Regions from separate parts of the Mus musculus genome. Here all the other regions are linked to region 4. A link is a contact called in public HiChIP or PLAC-seq and promoter capture Hi-C data. All regions are on one chromosome and are shown on one strand. Each heading gives the region's core, a stretch centred on a gene start, on an enhancer-like site or on the middle of the called end of the contact. The rest is flanking DNA. Distances are from core to core; before and after follow the strand shown. Region 1 holds the start of Strada (STE20-related kinase adaptor alpha). Region 2 holds the start of Ccdc47 (coiled-coil domain containing 47). Region 3 holds the start of Limd2 (LIM domain containing 2). Region 4 holds the start of Kpna2 (karyopherin (importin) alpha 2). Region 5 holds the start of Ftsj3 (FtsJ RNA methyltransferase homolog 3 (E. coli)). Region 6 holds the start of Taco1 (translational activator of mitochondrially encoded cytochrome c oxidase I). Region 7 holds the start of Icam2 (intercellular adhesion molecule 2).

What was found. Promoter capture Hi-C pulls out the DNA fragments that hold promoters and counts their contacts. HiChIP or PLAC-seq counts read pairs in DNA pulled down with a chosen protein or histone mark. Capture Hi-C pulls out chosen DNA fragments and counts their contacts.
Region 1: a contact with region 4 is called in a promoter capture Hi-C map of embryonic stem cells, with 4 times the contacts expected there. The contact joins the promoter of Strada here to the promoter of Kpna2 in region 4. A contact is called at or near these places in 5 of 39 promoter capture datasets (the HPC-7 cell line, embryonic stem cells, hippocampal neurons and 2 more), 1 of 115 datasets of contacts at active chromatin or transcription factors (microglia) and 1 of 9 other capture datasets (liver).
Region 2: a promoter capture Hi-C map of neural stem cells shows a contact between it and region 4. The contact joins the promoter of Ccdc47 here to the promoter of Kpna2 in region 4. A contact is called at or near these places in 5 of 39 promoter capture datasets (the HPC-7 cell line, cranial neural crest, erythroid cells and 2 more), 4 of 115 datasets of contacts at active chromatin or transcription factors (bone marrow-derived macrophages, craniofacial prominence, embryonic limb bud and 1 more) and 2 of 9 other capture datasets (adipose tissue and liver).
Region 3: a contact with region 4 is called in a promoter capture Hi-C map of neutrophils, with 3 times the contacts expected there. The contact joins the promoter of Limd2 here to the promoter of Kpna2 in region 4. A contact is called at or near these places in 4 of 39 promoter capture datasets (liver, neutrophils and pre-B cells), 1 of 115 datasets of contacts at active chromatin or transcription factors (bone marrow-derived macrophages) and 1 of 9 other capture datasets (liver).
Region 5: a promoter capture Hi-C map of pre-B cells shows a contact between it and region 4, with 5 times the contacts expected there. The contact joins the promoter of Ftsj3 here to the promoter of Kpna2 in region 4. A contact is called at or near these places in 8 of 39 promoter capture datasets (cranial neural crest, embryonic stem cells, hematopoietic stem and progenitor cells and 3 more), 3 of 484 Hi-C or Micro-C datasets (all in embryonic stem cells), 4 of 115 datasets of contacts at active chromatin or transcription factors (astrocytes, embryonic stem cells and stem cell-derived neural progenitor cells) and 2 of 9 other capture datasets (adipose tissue and liver).
Region 6: an H3K4me3 HiChIP or PLAC-seq map of bone marrow-derived macrophages shows a contact between it and region 4, with 5 times the contacts expected there. The contact joins the promoter of Taco1 here to the promoter of Kpna2 in region 4. A contact is called at or near these places in 1 of 39 promoter capture datasets (pre-B cells), 1 of 115 datasets of contacts at active chromatin or transcription factors (bone marrow-derived macrophages) and 1 of 9 other capture datasets (adipose tissue).
Region 7: a promoter capture Hi-C map of adipose tissue shows a contact between it and region 4. The contact joins the promoter of Icam2 here to the promoter of Kpna2 in region 4. A contact is called at or near these places in 4 of 39 promoter capture datasets (the C10 cell line, hippocampal neurons, liver and 1 more), 1 of 115 datasets of contacts at active chromatin or transcription factors (double positive thymocytes) and 1 of 9 other capture datasets (adipose tissue).

What each region holds. Positions count from the first base shown.
Region 1 is chr11:106,192,256-106,195,206 of GRCm38.p6, reverse strand. Strada (STE20-related kinase adaptor alpha) reads left to right here and starts at 1,604. Exons shown (of 13, transcript NM_001252448.1): 1 at 1,604-1,741.
Region 2 is chr11:106,215,017-106,217,716 of GRCm38.p6, reverse strand. It overlaps Ccdc47 (coiled-coil domain containing 47), which reads left to right and starts at 1,350. Exons shown (of 13, transcript NM_026009.2): 1 at 1,350-1,568. It overlaps Ddx42 (DEAD box helicase 42), which reads right to left and starts at 791. Exons shown (of 18, transcript NM_028074.4): 1 at 561-791.
Region 3 is chr11:106,158,640-106,161,508 of GRCm38.p6, reverse strand. It overlaps Limd2 (LIM domain containing 2), which reads left to right and starts at 1,333. Exons shown (of 5, transcript NM_172397.4): 1 at 1,333-1,458; 2 at 2,067-2,161; 3 at 2,303-2,347; 4 at 2,435-2,574; 5 at 2,676-2,869. The coding sequence starts at 2,120. The coding sequence ends at 2,835. It overlaps Gm10840 (collagen alpha-1(I) chain), which reads right to left and starts at 2,121. Exons shown (of 2, transcript XM_030246469.1): 1 at 2,051-2,121; 2 at 350-1,749. The coding sequence starts at 2,121. The coding sequence ends at 948.
Region 4 is chr11:106,998,100-107,001,039 of GRCm38.p6, reverse strand. Kpna2 (karyopherin (importin) alpha 2) reads left to right here and starts at 1,515. Exons shown (of 11, transcript NM_010655.3): 1 at 1,515-1,681. It overlaps Gm39424 (a long non-coding RNA gene), which reads right to left and starts at 1,571. Exons shown (of 3, transcript XR_880255.3): 1 at 1,491-1,571.
Region 5 is chr11:106,254,611-106,257,378 of GRCm38.p6, reverse strand. It overlaps Ftsj3 (FtsJ RNA methyltransferase homolog 3 (E. coli)), which reads left to right and starts at 1,295. Exons shown (of 21, transcript NM_025310.3): 1 at 1,295-1,618; 2 at 1,702-1,794; 3 at 1,954-2,059; 4 at 2,547-2,593; 5 at 2,693-2,768. The coding sequence starts at 1,728. It overlaps Psmc5 (protease (prosome, macropain) 26S subunit, ATPase 5), which reads right to left and starts at 1,194. Exons shown (of 11, transcript NM_008950.1): 1 at 1,165-1,194; 2 at 460-531. The coding sequence starts at 1,188.
Region 6 is chr11:106,064,656-106,067,565 of GRCm38.p6, reverse strand. Taco1 (translational activator of mitochondrially encoded cytochrome c oxidase I) reads right to left here and starts at 1,475. Exons shown (of 5, transcript NM_027346.2): 1 at 1,048-1,475. The coding sequence starts at 1,318. It overlaps Taco1os (a long non-coding RNA gene), which reads left to right and starts at 1,525. Exons shown (of 3, transcript XR_003949781.1): 1 at 1,525-1,684; 2 at 2,270-2,910.
Region 7 is chr11:106,381,467-106,384,166 of GRCm38.p6, reverse strand. Icam2 (intercellular adhesion molecule 2) reads left to right here and starts at 1,386. Exons shown (of 4, transcript NM_010494.2): 1 at 1,386-1,737. The coding sequence starts at 1,683.

The sequences.
Region 1 (2,951 bases), core at 355-2,854, 810 kb after region 4:
CCTGTCTCAGAGTTTGGGGCTGGAGAGCTGGGTCAGCAGAAAGATGCATTTGCTGCTCTTGGAAAGGATCAAGCACCGGCAACTATCTGTCACCCCATCCAGTTCCTCCGCCTGCTTCTGCGCGCACATACACACACACACAAGTACATTCAAGTACAAGTACACACACAACATATGAAAAAATAAAAACCGAAGCTTGACACCTTTTCAGGTATTGCTTTCCCTAATATTCTGGATTCCAAAGACCATGTGAACTGGCAGAAACTGCATTTTCCTCCAGTCCCCTTGCTTTTTGTGAGTTCGTGATGTTTGTTTGATGATGAAATGTGGTGAGACTGAGAACAAATTTGGCATGTTAAACGCACTAGGCAAGGTTACAGCTGTGTGTAAAACATTGAGATCTTCAGGTGAGGGTAGTGTGCGTTTCCAAGTTCCTGTATGATGTGGCCAAACTTAAAATTCTTGGAAGTTAGTCGACTGGTATAAATCTGAGACAGGAAAAAAAACAAGTATTCATTACTTGACAGTATGTACACAGATGTATTGGGCCCTCACTCCACAGTAACTGAAGTGACTAAAAATCACTTCATGATAAAACGGAGTCCTCATTTTATTAGTCCTATATGGTTTGGCCCCTGCTGTCTTTTTTCATAAAGGCAAACTCATCACAGGTTTCTGCTAATAGAGGACATACCACCAAGTCTTTAATCCCATCCCAGCAGAGGCAGAGGGAAGCTGATCTGAAGGCCAGTCCAGACTACATGCGACACTATCTCAAAAATACCTCACTACCAAAAAATAGTTATGAAGCACTTAGGGACAAAAAAAAAAAAAAAAAAAACCCCAACAAAAAACAAACCATAGCTCTCGTTTAGTTGAGCTATTTTCTGTGCTTTAAGGAGAAGGAACTTTGGGCACAAAGGGTAAGTTTCCTCTTTGTTGTTCTATTGCCTGAGACTGACCCAAGAAAGACTTGTTTTTCAATTGGAGTCCTACCAGGTGAAATGGCACCTGGGATTTGGGAACCGCAGAGTGTGGGATGAGGGGTGGGAATACCCCTGGTAGCCAAGTCAATAGCTATAGTTAGCCCTTGCCCCTTTTCTTGCTGCTGGGTTAGGAGGGGTACAGAGACTCGAGGGAGACTCTAGGGTCCTTTGGAACTGCAACAATGACAAGGTCTTTCGCTTCCACATACGTGGGGAAACCTGCCTTCGTCCTAGATAAGGAACGACCTCAGCAAAGGGGAAAAAAGACTAGTTAATAACTCTCTCCCTGACGAAGCGACTGCGGGTCTAGCATGTCCGGTAACGGTAACGTGGGATGGAAGCAGAAGCTCTCTCTGGGGAAAAGCGGAGCTTCCTCCACTGGGATGGGTGGGGTGAAGCGAGGCGAGACGAAGCAGAGTCCTTAGTGGGCAGGGGGTAAGGCGGAGCATCTTCTGAGAACCGGGCAAGGCAGGACTTCCTCTGCTGGAGGCAAGAGGCGGAGCTCCCTTCTTGGGTGGGGCAAAGCAGGGCTTCTCCGTAGGGGAGGGGCGGGACTTCCTCCGTGGGGCGGGAGTAGGAGGGGCTTGTTCCGTGAAGGGGAGGGGCGAGGCTCGGCCAGTCTCCCTGGGTCCCTCCACTGCGCATGTCACGTTGCGTACCTCCCTCCCAGCAACCGGCCTGGCGGCAGCGCGGCTACAAAACTGAGGAGGCGGAGCCGAGACGGAGTCGGTACTGCGCTCTGACTCCTAGACCAGGTACCCGGTGGCGGAGCCGCCTGGTGCGCTCCCAGGGATAATCCCTCTTGCCAGACTCCGAGTCCGTGTCCTCGGGGGTGAGCCTCAAGTGGCCATCCCGGCTCACCCTCGCCCTCCTCTGGCCCTCATTTAACCTGGGTTCTGGGTTCCCGCATTGAGGTTACAGCCTGAGAGCAAAATTAGGCTTGGGCCTGGCTGGGGAGATGCTGAGCAGAGTTGCCGGACCGGAGAGGCTAGCTACCGCATGGCCTCCCCACCTTTTCCGGGGCTTCCAAATGGGGTTGAGTTCTCATACGGAAGCAAGATCAGAGCTATTCTCTGCTTTGGTCAAAACGAAGAGTTTCTAAATGTGTTGTCTTAAGTGTCCCAGCAGTTTTGGGGACCGAGTATGGTGGCGGAGAGTGAGCATGACAGAAGGGGAGTGGCTAAATAAAATTGTTCATAATTTTAGGAAATAGATAACTTCTCAACTCAGTCTTCTGCTAAGACCCTAAGGTACTTCAATTTGACCCCTTTCTCCCAGACGGTTGGACTCGGTCTTACTGAAATACCCGTTGAAGTAGAACTATGTTCCAGTGTTTGGATGGGTCTTCATGATAGTTGATAACCTTATCCGGAGGTACCCAACACCTGAGACTGACTCAGATCCTTGAGGGTTGATTAACCAAATTTGAGACTGTGGGCGTGGCTCAGCGCCTGAGTTCTTGATTAACATCAGTGCGGACTTGCTTTCCATTCTCCACACTACCAAAAAGAAAATTGCTAACTTGCTTCTGCCGTAGTGCAGGAACTTAATAGTTTAACCATTAGTTATAGTACGGAAACTGGTCAACTCTCTTCACCCTTTAATTAGGTTTCTTAGAAGATTTTTTGGCTGGGTTTATAGTTGTGACCTCCGACATAAAGTTTGGAGGACCAGCGGTAAAAATAGAAGAAAAAAAAGTCTGTCAGAACAAGTGAATTCTCCTATCGGTACCTGTTGTAGTGGGAGAGATAATGAGGCGATAGTATGGTTGGGTGGTTGGAGAGGTGTCTCTGTAGATAGGAAGATATGCTGCCGTCTCCAGAACTCATGTAGAGAGCCATGTGTGGCCATGAGCCTGTGACAAGAGAAACACCAGAGCTTGCTGGCTGTCAGCCTGTGTCCAGAGTGATAGAGTAGAATACACAATGTCCTTTAGCTTCACCAAGCATAGAAACAGGTACACAC
Region 2 (2,700 bases), core at 101-2,600, 780 kb after region 4:
CAGAAAAGTTTATATATGCTTCCAAACTTGACTAGTATAATTTTTTCCTTACGATTCTGATACAGGTTTTCAACCCATATATATTATTCAAATCAGGTAGGCTCAAGTAGGCCGCAAAAAGTTTGTAACTATGGTGATGATGTTAATCATGATCTACTCAAGGTTTCACAAAGATCAATGACTATCACAGCCTTCTAATCTGTCAACCTCCGCTACCGAGACCCTCCCCGCCTCCATTTGTGGGTCCGCAATCCCCAACAGCTACCTACAAGGATCAATACTCCTCCACTGGCTCTCACAGCTTCGGAGCCCAGCACCCTGAAAAATCCCTTCCTGGAGCCCATCAAGCACCGCCTCCGGAAAGCCGCCAAGTGGGCCTCGTTAAGACGTGCAAGGAGCAGAGCCGTGGGAAGGCAACGTAGCTCCAGAGGGCCACCTCGGGGCTCCAGATCGCGTACCCATCCCTGCCCGGACCCCCGCAGCCACCCGGGTCCCCAGGCTCTGCCGATTCTTTGTTAAACGAGGCCGAGGTTCCTCCGCCCTCGCCAGGCCCCAGTTACCTCTCGTGTCCCCCGGGCTAGCGGCACTGCGTCTGGCGAGCCCTTCACCCAAACCCGCTGCCGCGGCTGCAGACGCAGTTGCTACTCCAGTCGGCGCGAAAGAACCCCCGCGGCCCTGCGTACGCGCGGTGCGGGACCGCGTCCAGCCGCGCTCTTCCTCCGCCCCCTTCGCCGCCGCCTCACGGCCCGTTGCTGACTGGGGGTAGGGTGGGGGGAGCGTCTGACATGCGCGCTAAGTAGAGCGCGAGCCGAAGGGTGGGGCTGGGGCTACGGCTGCCGAAAGGCGCCAATTAATGCCGCTCTTCCGATTCCGGAACGCAACATAACTACGTCACACACCCCGGACGGGAATCTGGTCCTGGGTGAGGATTGTGTCTGGGTCGTGTAGTGAGGGAGTCTGCAATGAAGAGAGCCGCGGCGATGGGGAACCGCCCGAAAAACTCAAGGTAATAAGGTGTTGATTGGAAACTTCATTTACATAAGAATGTCCACCTTCCCTTAGCTCTTGTCCCTTGCCAAAAACCAAAGCAACACAAAAAACCCACGACTCGGGCAACATTTCCCTTCATGCCTCTGTCCACATGGCCCCATAGACTATGGCCACCTTTAGCTTCCGGAGCATCCGATCAAAGTGACGTCTACCCGACGGACGGAACCCTACGGGAGAAACGCAGCCTCCGCTAGTTAGAGCACTTGTAGCCCAGGGGACGCTGGGGGTTACGTAATTTTCCCAGCAGCCCTAGCTCGCCTTGCGCGGATGTCCTGAAGGCCGCGCCCCGCCCCCACCCCGCGCGCAGGCGCAAACTAGCTGTACGCATTCTACGTAACGGACGGCTGAAGCTACGTGAAGAGTAGGGTGCCGTGACTGAGCTACCTGTTCTGGGCTGTTCAGTGACATCGCGGCCCGCAGATTATCTTTGCGACCTGAAGACAGAAACCAGACAAAGGCAGGCTGGTTGGAGGTAGTGGCCTCAGGAGCCCCGGGCCCGGTTGCAGCCTCGGGTGCAGGTAGGTAGCGGGGCCATGACATTCCAGTCGGTGTGACCGTGCCAGGCCGAGCGGTGACTAAGTTGCATGGCCGCAGAGCCAGGTACTGTTTCCCTCCTAACCAACCCTTTAAGTCCGGCCGGTGGTGACATGCATCAATACCCTCAACTTATCTTTCCAGAATTAAAAGAAAAAAAAAAAGACTAAACCTCTGTCCATCCTTTTCTGCTCCATTTTATGTTGGGCTTTAGGAAGATTTGGGGGAAGGTTTCGAGTAGATCCCAACCAACAGGACAAAATCTGAGAAAATATCTGGTGTGTAGCCAGAAGAATAAAAGAGCATCGAACTAGGCTTCTCCGTGGTGGACCTAGGACTAGACACTAGAAGTTTCACGGAAGCAACCGCTTCTAGAGTCGACCTTACCCGAAGGTTTCTAACATGCAAGTTATTTGTAACCAACACTTTACTTTGTAAGGTGACAGTAATGTCTACATCATTTCTAGAAATTTCATCATTTTGACTGATGCCACAGAGGCCTGGGAGGACAAGCAATGATTGCTACATATACTCCTTTTTACTGAGAGAGCTTGCGGAAGATAATCAAGATGGGTGTGTTAATGTTGTGCCTGGCTTGGAGTCTAGTGTTTTCTGCTTCAGAAGTCCTAGAGGCTGGATGGCCTGGCAGAGAGCTGTGCATCTGAGAAATGGGTTGACAGGTCCAGCTGAGTCTTATCAGAAAGCCAGTGCACAAATGGCTTGGATAATTTTAACATAAATAACCTTGAGGGAGCCTGTATGAATTCCATTAGAAACACTTCTGTGTTGTGAACACTCCTGGTATAGACTGAAATGGCCAGACTGTCAAATTGACAGGGATATGTAGTTACTTCTGCTTGGACAGGGAGCCACTAAAGCAGACGCTCTTTGTTCTTTGAGGCAGTGCCTCTTACTCTTGCAGGCTGGCCTAATATCACTATGTAGGACAAGGCAGGGCAGGCCACTGGAACTACTATACCTGCCACCACCCCCACCCCCTTAAGTATAGGGTCTCGCTATGTAGTCCTGGCTAGCCTTGAATTTGGACATGTGCCTGCATTTGACTCCTGAGTACTGGGATACCTCACCCACCCTACCGGCCCCTTGGAGCTTTTG
Region 3 (2,869 bases), core at 84-2,583, 840 kb after region 4:
GGGCGGGCTGCCAATCAGTGCCCCGGAGCAGCTGCCTGGTGTCCCTAAGGGCTTCACCCTTCTTGTACAAAACAGCTCCCTTGGAGAATCTGATGATAGGTGTGGATAATTTTTCCTAGGAAGAGTCACCCCTAGTTGTGGAGGAACACCCATTACGAAGTCCAGGCTGAGCCTCAGTGCAGGCAAACATCGACCTGAGGCTGAGGGAGAAAAGCGAAGCTCAGCGTGGGTGCATTAGCACCACAGTGGGGCGCGGGTGGGGATGGGTGATGCTGCCTGCTGCCTCCCTGTTCCCCTGCCAGGCAGGAGGCGGTAAGTTGTTCTGTTCCCTGACACGCGTGGGCCTGCGCTAGAGCCACCAGTTTTATTCCTGTTACAGGGGTGTGGAAATATGTCGCCGAGGGCTGTGTGAAGACAGTCTCCAGCTGGGCTTCAGGCAAAGCCCTCAGCAGAAGTCTGTGCCCTAGATGCTGCTGCCTAGAGTCCTTCCCCTCAACCTGCTGTGCAGTGGGCTGGGGCGGAGCGGCAAAAGCAGCTCTTGTTGCACTTTGTTCTCTAAACAACTCCAGCCTAAATGGCTCTCTGCTCCCTTCGGTGGAACAAGGTGTGCTTGATGCAAGGAAGTGGGTCCTTTCAGATAGGGGCTTGACCTGGGCCATGGCAAGGCCCGAGGTTACTAATCCCACAAAATCTGGTCACAGAAACCATTTAGGATGTCGAGCTTAAGGGGGCTGGTGATTTCGGAAACCACAAGGCTGCAGTTCTCGGATAGCGGATCTGTCACACCCCTTCAGTAGTGACATGGGCCCACCGCCGGCTCCCTTGGCCTAACATCGGGGTATACGGAGGGACTACGAGCCGCCTCCATCTTCCTCTGTAGGACTCCGTGGCTGCCAGTGGACCTGCCTCCCGAGTCCCCACAGTGGGGTGCCTCAAACTACTGGGTCTTAAGAGCGCAAGAAGGGGGCGGAGCTAATGGGACTGCGTTCACAACGGCTAACGGGTAAACCGAGGCAGTAAAGGCCCAGGCCATTTCTGAAGGTCCGCGCCGGAAGAGCCTTGCGTGTCGATCGCAGGCTGAACTCGTCTCCTCCCGAGATCTGCGATTCGGTCCCCGCCGTCGTCCCTTCTCCACGAGCGGCAGAGGAGGTTGGCTCCGGGAGGCGGGAGAGCGCGGGCTGTGAAAGCGATGTGGGGGCAGACAAAGGCGGGGGGACGGCGAGCAAGGGAAAGACAAAGCACAGAGGGGGGTCGGCGGCGGCTTCTCCCGGAGGCGGCCCCGGGCGCGCGGAGCCAATGGGCGGGCGCGGGGCGGGGGCCGGCGGGGGCGGCGCCGCGGTGAGGCGGCGGCTGCCGCTCGGGGACCACTGGCAGCGGCGGCAGCTCGCGCCCGCGCCACTTGCACCCGAGGCGGTCCCGCAGCGACCGACCCCCGCCCCGCGGCGCAGGCCGGGCCCGGTGAGACCCACGGCGGCCGGGGGGAGGGGCGCGGAGCGTTGCGGGGCCGACGCCGCCTGGCGGTTCGCGCGTTGCGCTCGCGGGGATCCCGAGGCTCGCGTCGGTCCCGTAGGGCCGGCTCGTGGTGGGGTGGGGTTTCGGGGTCTGGGGTCCCGAAGAGCGGGCGCGGGAGGCAGCGCAGCCTGGCCAGGCAGGAGGTCGGGCCCAGCACTGTCTAGGGGCTGGACGTCTAAGCCCGGTGAGGGGGCGCGCGGGTCTGGCGGTACCCTGCCCAGACCTCTGCTGACCTCCCTTCATCCCAGGCGGGGTCTCTGCCTGTGCTTCCCACAGGCAAAGACCGTGGAGCCCCTGTCCCCGGCCACTCTCGCTAACTTTGTTCTGTCTCCACATATGTTTCCACTCAGGGACCCCCTAACCCTTGGGGGCTGTATGAGGGGCGGGTAGGCTGTTGGGGGTGGGTGAGGGGCGGAAGTGGCAAGACCCAGAGCAACAGGAAATGACTTAGGGAAAGTCCCAACCGCAGCCCCCCAACCCCCTGCCTAAAAACACCCCAGCCTGCAGAGTGGGGGAGGGCTCATGGGGCCCCACTGACTGACTTCCCCTTGCAGAACCCTCTTGGCTCGGCATCTCCTCCAGGGCCACCAAGCACCTCTGAAGAGCCATGTTCCAAGCTGCCGGAGCCGCCCAGGCCACCCCCTCTCATGTAGGTGTCCAGCCAGGTGGGGAGGAGTCAAGGGGACAAGAGCAGCTTGTTTGCTTGGCACCTTGTGCCACCTCGAGTGCCCCTGGGATGTGGGCTGGGCCACCGGAGAGCTGACCCCTCTGACTCTTCCTCTTCCCCCAGGAAGCCAAAGGCAGCAGTGGCAGCAGCACGGTACAGCGGTCTAAGGTAGGGTCCTAAGGGTGGGTGTGGGCAGAGGAAAGGGTCGGCGCTAACCCGGCTTCTTGCTAAGTGTACTCTGCTCCTACTCCACAGTCCTTTAGCTTGCGGGCTCAGGTGAAGGAGACCTGTGCAGCCTGCCAGAAGACTGTGTACCCGATGGAGCGGCTGGTGGCAGACAAGCTCATTTTCCACAACTCTTGTTTCTGTTGCAAACACTGCCACACCAAACTCAGGTGCGCTCCTGCCCTGTCCCGGCCTGCCCACCTACTTGCCCACCCTTACCCTACCTTCCCGCCCTGCCCCAGACTGACCCAGATGTTCTCTGCTTCCACAGCCTGGGCAGTTATGCTGCAATGCACGGTGAATTTTACTGCAGACCTCACTTTCAGCAGCTGTTTAAGAGTAAAGGCAACTACGATGAAGGGTTTGGTCGTAAACAGCACAAGGAGCTCTGGGCCCACAAGGAGGTGGACTCAGGCACCAAGACGGCCTGAGACCCCTTTAACACCCATTCCCTCCCAGCACATG
Region 4 (2,940 bases), core at 266-2,765:
GAGAAAAGGCTAAAATATGTGTGTGTGTGTACACTATATACATGTTACATATTTTAAAATGTGCCGAAATGTTAACATTTGGCAAGTCTAGGCAAAGGTTTGTGATTCTGTGTTCAGAATTACTCAAGTTTTAAAGTATTTGAAGGCAGGCAGTGGTGGCACACTGCCTTTAGTCCCAGCACTCTGAGGTCTGTGGAGTTCAGTCAGGTCTACAGAGACACAGAGAAACCCATTAAGTGTGTGTGTGTGTGTGTGTGTGTGTGTGTTTGGGGGAAGGGAGCAAAATAAAGAAATAAATAAAAAATTTTAAAGGTTTGGAGAAAATAGGTATTAATAAGTTATTGGTTTTTTGTTTTTGTTTTTCGAGACAGGGTTTCTCTGTGTAGCCCTGGCTGTCCAGGAACTTACTCTGTAGACCAGGCTGGCTTCGAACTCAGAGAACTCAGAAATCCGCCTGCCTCTGCCTCCCAAGTGCTGGGATTAAAGGTGTGCGCCACCACCACCGGGCTAATAAATTATTGTTACCATATTTGCTGCTTCCATTGTCCTTTTTCTTTTTCTTTTTTTTTTTTTTTTTTTGCTTCTGTCCTGGAACTCACTCTGTAGACCATGCTGGCCTCGAACTCAGAAATCCGCCTGCCTCTGCTTCCTGAATGCTGGGATTAAAGGTGTGCGCCACCACTGCCCGGCTTCCATTGTCTTTATTTTCCAAGTAATCTAAAAGTTTACCACACGGGACAAAGTGGGGCATGTCTGTAATCCCAGAACTGACGTTGAGGAAGGATTGCATTAGGTTCAAGGCTAGCCTGGGCTCTATTGTTAATGTGAGACCCTGCCTCAATCCCACTCCCCATGATAAAAATTAAATAACCAGTAAATAGCACAAACAATAATATAGCGATACAACTAATGATTGCCTAAAGATAAAATAATCAACAAATACTATAAACAATATAGTGATACAACTAATGGTTAAGAGGCACACAGATCCACGTTCTCCCGGTGACCAGCTCCTGATGTAAAATTTTTTTAAAGTAAATATATTTCTCTTTTCTTTTATTGATTGATTGACTGATTGGTTGATTGAGACAGGGTCTCACTATTTAGCCCTGGTTGGCCTGGCTGTATAAACCAGGTTTGCCTTGAACTCCTAGTGCTGGGATTAAAAGCCTGCGCCAATCACCGCAAGCTAAGCCTTTTTTTACAAGTGTAATAATAATTTCGTGTGTTTGTTTAAGGACAAGCCCAGGGAAAGCAAACAGGGTACGGCCCAGTGTCCATCTAAGCATAGACGAAACGCAGGTCTCCATGCTGTGTGCTGAGATCTGGAGTCACCCTTCTGCAAGGCACCCTGGGATTGCCCGGCCGCTCCCTCATCTCGCGACGCTTCCCTGCTTACCGCCCCACCCCCACCTTTTTTTTTTTTTTTCCCCTACGACCTGCGTCTGCGTCCCACCCCCACCCCCGCCTAACGTGTTTTTCAAACCTACCAATGAACGCGCAGCTTAGGCTCAAATCAGCCAATCGGAACGCGGCGTCACCGGGAAATTTAAATCGCGCCGGCCGGCAGCACGAGGCACAAAATCTGAGGGCTGAAGGGTAGCAGACGTTTCCACAGCCGCCGACCCGCAGCTTGAGTGTCCTGCACCACCTTTCGTGGAAATCTGAGCCGGCTGTACAGGTAGGAACGGAAGCCGGTCCTGAGCAGTAACGGCCGGACGGAAGGCTGCGGGGCGGAGGGCGGGAGCAGGCCGCGCCCGGGCCGGAGCTGAGCCTCCCTGCTCCGACCAGGCCTCGGGGCGGGTTGGTTTCGCCACGCCGGGGTCAGGGTTGGCAACGCCGGGCGCTGCGGAGGGCAGCGAAGGCCTGGGAGCGGCTCGGGTCGGCGTGGAGGGACCGGAGGGCAGCCGCAGTCGAGCGGACCTACCTGGCTGTGCCGCCGCTTTCCTGATGCTTCTGCCCCGGGGAGGAGACGCAGCTTTGGGCAGGGGATGAAGGTGGCAGTTAAGACACCCCAGTTAAGCCCTTGACCCGGATCACCTGGGTCAGGGTCGAGGACGGACATAAAGCAGTTAAACCTACTAGCTTACCAGGGTACTTTGGGTTCCTGTCCCTTCGCGACGACCACACCTGGGTTCTATCGAGCCCCACTGATCACAGCTGATGTCATCCCGGCTGAATGCATTCTCTGGAAGTGTGTGCAAGATGCGGCGTTAATGCCATTGCTGACAGCGATGATGTGATGGAAGGCCCTATAATGGAACGAACCGATTCTTTATGTAACTTGCAAGAGGGTACTAGTATGGATCCGTTTTGGCCATCGATCAACAGAAAACGAGAGCTGCGTTTATTGCCTTAAGGACGTAGATGGTTGCCAGGCATTGTTGGCGCACGCCTTTAATCCCAGCACTTGGGAGGCAGAGGCAGGCCGATTTGAGTTCGAGGACAGCCAGGGATACACACAGAAACCCTGTCTCGAAAAATAAAACAAACAAAGGACGTAGATTGTTCTCCTACTTGGTGTTCTATTAACTAATGGAGCCTAGAATTTAGATCCTTGACTTAATACCGTGCTGGCTAGAGGCTTAAGACTATTGAGTGTTTGAAAAGCCGCTAATCTGTTGAGATGCCCCGTGTGCTTAAACTACCCATTGGATTTTGAAGGTGTATAAAAACAGTAAGACATCTCAATTTTTCTGTATTGATGACATCCTCAAATGGTAATAGTTTAGCTATATTGGGTAAAAGTCTTAAAATTAATTTCCTTCCTTCCTTCCTTTCTTTTTGTTTTTTCGAGGCAGGGTTTCTCTGTGTAGCCCTGGCTGTCCTGGAACTCTGTGGACCAGGCTGGCCTCGAACTCAGAAATCCTCCCGCCTCCCAAGTGCTGGGACTAAAGGAGTGCGCCACCACTGCGGGGCTCACTGTGGTTAGTGGAAATT
Region 5 (2,768 bases), core at 46-2,545, 740 kb after region 4:
CTGGAAAAGCAAGCAAGCAAGCACACAAACAAAAAATCCTAACTAAACACTATTCCCATCAAAGAGATTATCAATCTACCTTACACAGCTTGGTACCTCCTGACTACAAAGGAGCTGGAGAGATGGCTCAGCAGTCAAGAGGGTTTCTTACTGCTTTTGCAGAGGGCCTGGGTTTAGTTCTCAGCACCTGTAGTAGCTCATAACTATTTGTACGTAACTCAAGTTTCAGGGGATCCACTGCCCTCTTCTGACTTGCACAGACATCTGTATATATGTGATACACATAAGCTTACGCAGGCATATATACATATACACATAAGAAACAGACAAGCAAAGAGCTGCAAACGAACAACATTGGAAAAGAACTCTTTGCTGCACTCCCAGTGGAAAAAGGACACAGAGAAATCTGCACCTACCAGCTCCCGTCCTCCACTAGCTCCCTTTGCTGTCTGTACTCACCTGGAGTTCTTCAATCTTGGACAGATAATATTGACGGAGTCCACTGCCTGCCTTCCCCTCTTCCAGTTCCATCTGAAGACAAGTGTAAGTGTTAAAAAAAAAAAAGAAGAAAAGAAAAGAAAAGAAAAAGAAAAGGCATAAAGTACTAAAGGGTAAAGCCAAAGTATTTTCGAGGCACTCTACCATATAGCTTAAGAAACAAGGTCAGGAAAATACCATTCCCTTTTCCTCAGAAACTGGTATCTCGATGGGCGAGGTCTGTGTGTTTGAACTTCGGAGGCTTAGTTCTTGGTTCTAAGCCTTCATTTCTGAATCCACTACAAGGATGCAATTACCGCCTACCTTCGAGGACTTTTAGGAGTCTCAAGGGGCCATATACCCACCGAGCGCACTGCCCTGTGGCTAGAGCTACACATCCCCAGGGTTTAACTACTACAGACAAAGGCAGAACAGAGGGACCAAGTCCAGGTCGAAGCCCAGGCCATTCCGGCTTGCCAGCTTCATTCAGTTTCCACCCACCCCTGTCCTGCTTTCCTCAGGGCGGCGCTGACACAGCAGATCCAGTCCCAGGCAGAGTCCGGTCTGACGTGATCCACCCACCCCTGATCCACTGGACCCTCTCGCTCGTGGCCACCCCTCACTTCAGATTTTGTGCACTCCACACTCAGCTTGGATGCCGCCCAGCCGCCGCGGCAGAATCCTTACCTGCTCTGGCCCATCAAGCGCCATCTTCCCTCTCTCGGCAGGGATCGCCGGCATCCAAGTCACTCTATCGCGCAGGCGCGGAGGCGAAAGCATGCGCCCTGGGTCACCACCGAGAACAGTTCCGGGTCAATGGGCGGGGTGTGTGGCGATACAAACACAGTGGCTGTATTAGTAGAGGCTCTACTGGAGGTCACTAGTTTTGTGAAGAGATATAGAACTTCTGGTTGATGCTTCCTAGCGTTTAGGATACGAGTTATTGCACTCTACTTCCTAGCCTCTACTTTTAACTTGTAAGGCCTGCTGACAAAAAAATTTTGGCCACACTCAAAATGGCGGAAATCATGACGCCAGGAATGTAGGAAACGCGCGCAGAAGCGGAAGTACGATTACTGCCTACATGTGCTGCTTCCTAAGAGTTGAAAACCTGCGGAGTTAAGGGCTATCTAACGTCTGGGTAAGTGATTGCTCCACCGCCTGAGGAACCGAAGCGAGATCCAGTGCTCGGAAAGACGATCTCACCTTTTTCTTTCTCCCCAGAGTGAGTGATACTCCCCCATCCCGCCATGGGCAAGAAAGGCAAAGTAGGCAAGAGCCGGCGGGACAAGTTCTATCACTTGGCCAAGGAGACTGGTGAGTGGGTTCGCGCTGAGGAACAACATCCCCGTCTTTTCGCTTCTTCTAGTCCCGAGTTCCTTTTCCTTCGAGGGGGTTATGGGATTGTGAGGCTTTCCTCCTGGGAAAGGCCTCCGTAGACGGTATTGCCTTATACACCCACTCTCCACGATCCAGGTTATCGTTCGCGCTCTGCCTTCAAACTGATCCAGCTCAATCGCCGCTTTCAGTTCCTGCAGAAAGCCCGGGCCTTGTTGGACCTGTGTGCTGCGCCTGGCGGATGGTAACGTTTGGCAGGGGCTGCTATGATGACACGTTCCTGGCACTGGTTGGCTTTGAGTTGCTTTTCGGGGAGGATGGGAATCCGATTACACAATTCAGATTAAATATTCCATAGTATGTGTCTCTCTCAAATTTTGGAAGGGAGCGTCATTTTCCCCCTCTTGTGGTACTGAACCTAAGGACTTAACTCATGCTAAGGACTTAACTCATGCTAGGCAGCCCCTCCACCACCGAGTTATATCTCCAATTGCTTTATTTTGAGACAGGGACGCTGAAAAATTGCCAAGGATGGCCTTGAACTTTTGGTCTTAATCTCTTGCCCTCCTTAGTGGCTGGTAATGCAGCCCTGTGTTGCCATGCCCAGCAGGTTGCTTCTTGAATGTATGCATAGACATTTGGCCACTACACTTAACAGGTGCCTCTTAAGGGGATGAGAAGTCACCTTGCCAAGGGAGGATGAAAGGTATTTAAATCTGTCTCTTTCACAGGCTGCAGGTGGCTGCCAAGTTTATGCCTGTATCCAGTCTTATTGTAGGTGGGTGACTCTTGGGTATTTGAGGGGGAGGGGTGGGTTAGGTACTAATTTTGTCCTACATCTTCCTCCACCCTGTAATACTGAGTTAACATCTTTTAGGAGTGGACCTCGTTCCAATCAAGCCTCTCCCCAATGTGGTGACTCTCCAGGAGGATATCACAACAGAACGCTGTAG
Region 6 (2,910 bases), core at 226-2,725, 930 kb after region 4:
TGCATGCATGATGCATGCAGTGCCTGAGGAGGCCAGAAGAGAACATTGGGTACCTTGGAACTGAAGTTTAAGGTAGTTGTTAGATGTCACATGGGTGCTGGGAAACAAACCCAGGTCCTCTGCAAGAGCAGCAAGTGCTTTTAACCGCCCAGCCATCTCTCCAAGCCCTGACTTGACTCTTTATGCTTTATTTTTTCCTTTTCCCTCTTCCAGTCATTTTATTTGATAAATATCTTTAACTTTTTAAATCGATTCTTTGTGAATTTCGCATCATGCACCCCAATCTCACACTGATCCTGTCATCCCTCCAGATCCATCCTCTCCACGCTTGCAGTCTCCCTCCCCTAAACAAAACCAAACCAAACCCATCCCTGATGTAGAAGCAGAAGCTGCGGTGTTGTGGAGTGTCACACTGGATATTCTTTTGTCCAAACAGCTTCACTTGCAAATGTCCATTGCCATGAATTATTGGTCTGGTTCGAGGCCTCCGGCTTCTGCCACACTTTCTTTTTTTGTTTTTTGTTTTTGTTTGTTTGTTTTTTGTTTTTTGTTTTTCGAGACAGGGTTTCTCTGTGTAGCCCTGGCTGTCCTGGAACTCACTTTGTAGACCAGGCTGGCCTCGAACTCAGAAATCCGCCTGCCTCTGCCTCCTGAGTGCTGGGATTAAAGGCATGCGCCACCTCGCCCGGCAAAATAAAACAAAGGTTCGGGAGCGGAAAAAGACCGGAACGACACGGGAACCCGCGACCGGCACCGACAGAACCAACTCGCGGAAATCGGGCAAGCCGGCCGCGCTGCCACACTTTCTTAAGGCGTATTTCTATGAAGTACCTTCTAACTATACCCTTAGATGAAGTCATTTTTATCTAAGGGCGGGTCTCTGAAGGTCTTTGAAAAGGAAAACAGGTATATCCAGTGTAAGTAAGTGCTTTGAGGGTTATGAGTAGGACAATTATGACAACTGGGGGTTGGGGGGACGGTCCTAAATGAAGCCTTAGGCACCTAAAGAGCTTCAGTGACCAGCAGTGAGGACTACCAGGTTCTCACCTTTAACCGCCAGGCGGATACTGAGAGTGAGTTTAGAGAAGATTCGACTCCTTTCCATGTCCTTGGGGCCCTTGATGTGCCGGACTTTAGACCACTTATTGTGTCCCGCCGAGGCCGTCGCGCTGACATGCAGCGTCCTGTGTGGCGCTGCACCACAGCCGGGGTTTGCATGCTGGGAGGCGCCCCAAGGACCCACGCGGAACCCGAGGCATCGCACACGAAAGCACGGGACAGCGGTCATTCTCAGGCTGGCGGCAGCCCAAGACATCATCTGCTTCGACAAGGGGCTGCGCGGTGCAAAGATGAGCAGCTAAAATCAGCCCGTCTAGTCCGGCCCCGGAACAACCCGGTCTGGACGTTCAGACCGCTGCTACAGCTCTCCAGAAACTCAGAGGTTCGGCTCTTCCTGACGCTGCACTGCCTTGAGTGACCGCGAAGGAGCCGGGCGCGGGGACCCTAAATGGTGCAGTACACTTCCTTTGCCCGGTCCGCCGCAAAAAGACGTTCCCGGATTCTGCAAAGTTGGTTCCGCTGCCTCGCGGTACTCGTTCCAACCCCGCCCCTGCCAGGAGTGACGCAACCCTTCTTTGCTCCCGGTTGCTTGGAAACGACAGATCACCTTCCCGGAGAGATTCAGGTGACTGACTTTCCTTCCTAACTGAGCAAGTCCAGAATAAGAATTGTTTGGTTGAAAAAGAAATATGTAGTTCAGTCGGTTCATTTTACAGATAAAGAAACCGCCGCCAAGGTTGCCTGTTTAAAAAAAGGAAGCAATAAACAAAAAAGTACTAAATGCTGGGCGTGGCAGGCCATGTCTGTGATTCCAGCACTTAAGAGGCGAAGGAAACCTTAGGACTTTGTCTCAAAAAAAAAAAAAAAGCAAAAACTTTAATTAAAACAAACAACGACAAAAAAAAAAAAAAAAAACAACCAAACAAAATAAGCCACTACCCCACCAGCCGACGAGAAGCGATTTGCCCAGTCATTTAAAACTTTCTGATTTAGATTTCATTTCTGTAAACAAGGATGGCATTGCCTGTTTTGCCAACCCATACTGGACAAAAGATCGGGCCAGCCTTTGAGTCAAACTGCTATCTTCGTTTTCCATCTGTTGTTTTAAAATTAGTTTAAGTATTTTTAATATATGTGTATGGTTGTTTTGACTGCATGTATGTCTGTGCGCTACATGTGTGCCTGGTGTTCTCAGATATTTATTTTACAGATAAAGAAACCGCCGCCAAGGTTGACATCAAGATAGCCTGGAACTGATGGTTGTGAGCTGTCACATGGAGAATCGAAATTGAACCTGGGTCCTCTGGAAGGGCAACCAATATCCTTAACTGCTGAGCTATTTCTCCAGCCCCTTCCACCATCGGTTCTCTTGGCAGAGAAAACAAGAGAAAAAGGACACTATGGAAAAATAAAGAAAAAATAATGTAGCAGCTGCTTGAAACTCTTTAAGAGCTCTCTAGGGGGGGGGTGAATTAAGTCTCAAGAGCGTAACACATTTAAAAAAGCAGGTCAGTGTGAAGGCAGTTTGAAGTCTTGCTCTCTAAAGTTAGGCTGGATGAATTCAAAGTGTGTTTCTGCCATTTAGTAGTGCAACCTTGGGCAAGTTCTTTACTTTCTGTTTCCTTCTACAATGGCCTTGAATAAGCAGGATGAGGGGAAGGGCACGGACACAGATTTTATATTATTTTTTAAAAGATTTATTTTATTATTATACATAAGTACACTGTAGCTGTCTTCAGACACACCAGAAGGCATCAGATCTCATTACTGATGGTTGTGAGCCACCATGTGGTTGCTGGGATATGAACTCAGGACCTTTGGAAGAGCAGTCAGTGCTCCTACCCACTGAGC
Region 7 (2,700 bases), core at 137-2,636, 620 kb after region 4:
ACTGCAAAGCGAGCTCTAGGCCAGTGTGGACCACTTAGCGGGGTGGGAAAAACACCAAGAGTCTAGGGATGCAGCTCTTGGCATGTGTCTAGCATGCATGAAGCCGTAGCGACTCAGTCACCAACACCCCTCCAAAAATGAAAAGACAACTCCTTCCCTGCCTAAGTGGTGTCTGTTTGTCTGCCCATTTGTGTTGCTGTATTATTATCACATTATTATTTATTATTATTATTATTATTACCCAGAGAAGGCCAACCCCCACCTTATCACCCAAAACCCTTGAAGCCCTCCAGTCCCCTGTTCTCAGGACTCTATCAGCCTAATGTGTGATCAGATACTCCCACCCTCCCCCCACCCTTCCCCCACCCTCCCCCCACTCTACCCCACCCCACTTCTCCCTTCTCCCTCTTTTCTCTCCTTACCTGGTCTTCGCTTTCTGGTGGAATCTCAAAGCCCAACAGCCTCATGTGGGGACTTCCCTTGATCCAGGCTGATAACATCTGCACTAGATAGCTATATACAACAGCCACTACTCAGCACTGTGGGAAGGACAGGATGTCACAGGGTCACTGGCTGAGCCATTGAGGCTTCCTCTACTTGAAATCTGGAGGACACAATGGACTGGGAGCTGGTCCTGCAGGTGGCTTCCTGAGCTCCAATAATGAGCCCTCAAAACCCTGGGGCTTCCTTTGGATAGGCCCTTTCTGGGATTCTACCGAGAAAGCAAGGAGGCCTGCTTTTGCCCTGCCTATCCCCCAGGTTCTAAGACAGAACTAAGACAGTAAGGTTGACTAAATATGGTGAACACAGTGCCTCCTGGGAAGGCCGTGTATCCAAAGTTCTCTGCCTGTGGTGAAGTGTGCCCGGAAGGAAGGCTAGGAAGACCAAGGTCCTGCCTGAAGTAAGGAGATGCACAGGAAAGCACTAACTGACAAGGCCAGGAAAGAGTCTAGGGTTTGGGAATAGGTTGTAGGCACTGTTTCCTGACCTCCTGGGCCCCAGGAGACGACTGTGGGCTGCCCTTTTGCAATCTCTGAGCCCTGTGTTGGCTGAATTAGGGCTAGGCTTCTGCTGGAAACTAAATGAGACATTGAGACATGCAGATATACGCAGGGCATTAGCAAGAGATTACTATGTGACTGCGTTCTAACTTTGGATATCATCTTTCCAGAGATGACGCCAACCGAGGCCTGGTAGAATTCAGAGTTCCCCTGATCTGAATCTTGGAGACCTCACTCTGCCCAATGTACAGTTAAAGAAATTCCATGTACACTCCCCCCACCCACACACAAAACACGTAAGTGCATGCAAGCTTGCACACATTCATGCATGCACACACACTTCCTGCATGTGATTTCCCATTGCTTTCCTATCCCCGCACAGGGAGCATGCAACGTGAGAGAACCCTGTTACACCCCTGCTTATCTGCTGCTTCCTGGCTTCCTCTGCATGAATTCTTGAGGCCCTAAAGGCTTGGGAGCTGGTCTGTGCATATTGTTTCCTGATCTCAGATAATTAGAGGAAATGAGCTCACTGGCACAGAGGAGATTGTGGATTTCAGTTGGGAGCGCCAGGCTTCACTCCCCGACCTGTAGCAGACATCTCTCCCTAACCCTCCAGGCAGCCGTCAGCTGTGCCCCTGAAGCCCATAGACTCCACAGACCCCACAGACCCCACCTGAGATGTCTTCTTTTGCTTGCTGGAGCCTGTCTCTTCTTATCCTGTTCTACAGCCCAGGTAAGCCAGCTCCCAGGGGTTTCAGCACATGGCATCTTAGGGTGGGAAGTACTAATACTCCTCAGGCATCGGGGTGGGGGAAGGGGACATCCTGGCCACAGAGGCCTCTCCACCATAGGTAAAGAAGACTGTGTCAGCCTGGCTTTGGTTTCTCATGGCCCCAGGCTAAGGACTAGGATCAAGGCCTTTTGGATACTAGAGGGAACAAACTCAGAGATCTGGGAATGTCGATGAAACATTCATCAATGAATGTTGATGTGACAGGCTACCGACGTTGGGGGTGGTGGACAGTGGGTAAATGGGAGACTCCAGAAGGAATGCCAGGGGCTAAGCGGAGATGAGGCAGCATGCCAAAGGGGCCTAGTGGACAGCAGAGGGCAGCCGATGATACTGTGCTCACTGGCAGAACAAAATGAAAATGAAAGCTGTTTCAGTGGGTCAAGGAGACCTGGAAGGACACAGCCTCTACGTGCTGAGTGTCCTATGTCTTAGACAACCTGCCAAACGCTTCCAAGCCTAATTGCACTCAGGACCCAGGGGAGGGCACATGATCCCTTTTAACAAGTGAAGAAACTGAGGCTCACAGAAAGAATATATATAACCAACGTTGAAAGTTCAAGTCCAGCACTATCTACATGGAAAGCCCCTCCTTTGCCGCTGAATTGAATGTCACTAGCTGATGGCTGAGTGGGGAGGGAGAAAGACAAGCCATGTGTAGGGACCCTGCTAGCCAGGATCCAGGACCATCGTGGTCCTCACAGAGTGGAGGTGAATACCGAGGGCCCCATTGTCTTACACCAGGTACATCCCAAATGTCTGTCCTGCATAGAGCTGTGTAGTCACCATAAAGAGAAACATGGGAAACTCAGGCCCAGCCTAAATGTCCTGGCTCCAACGATGTCTACAGAGCATCAACATAAATTATGAGCTTTATGCAACAGGTCCTTTTGATGGTGGCCTGTT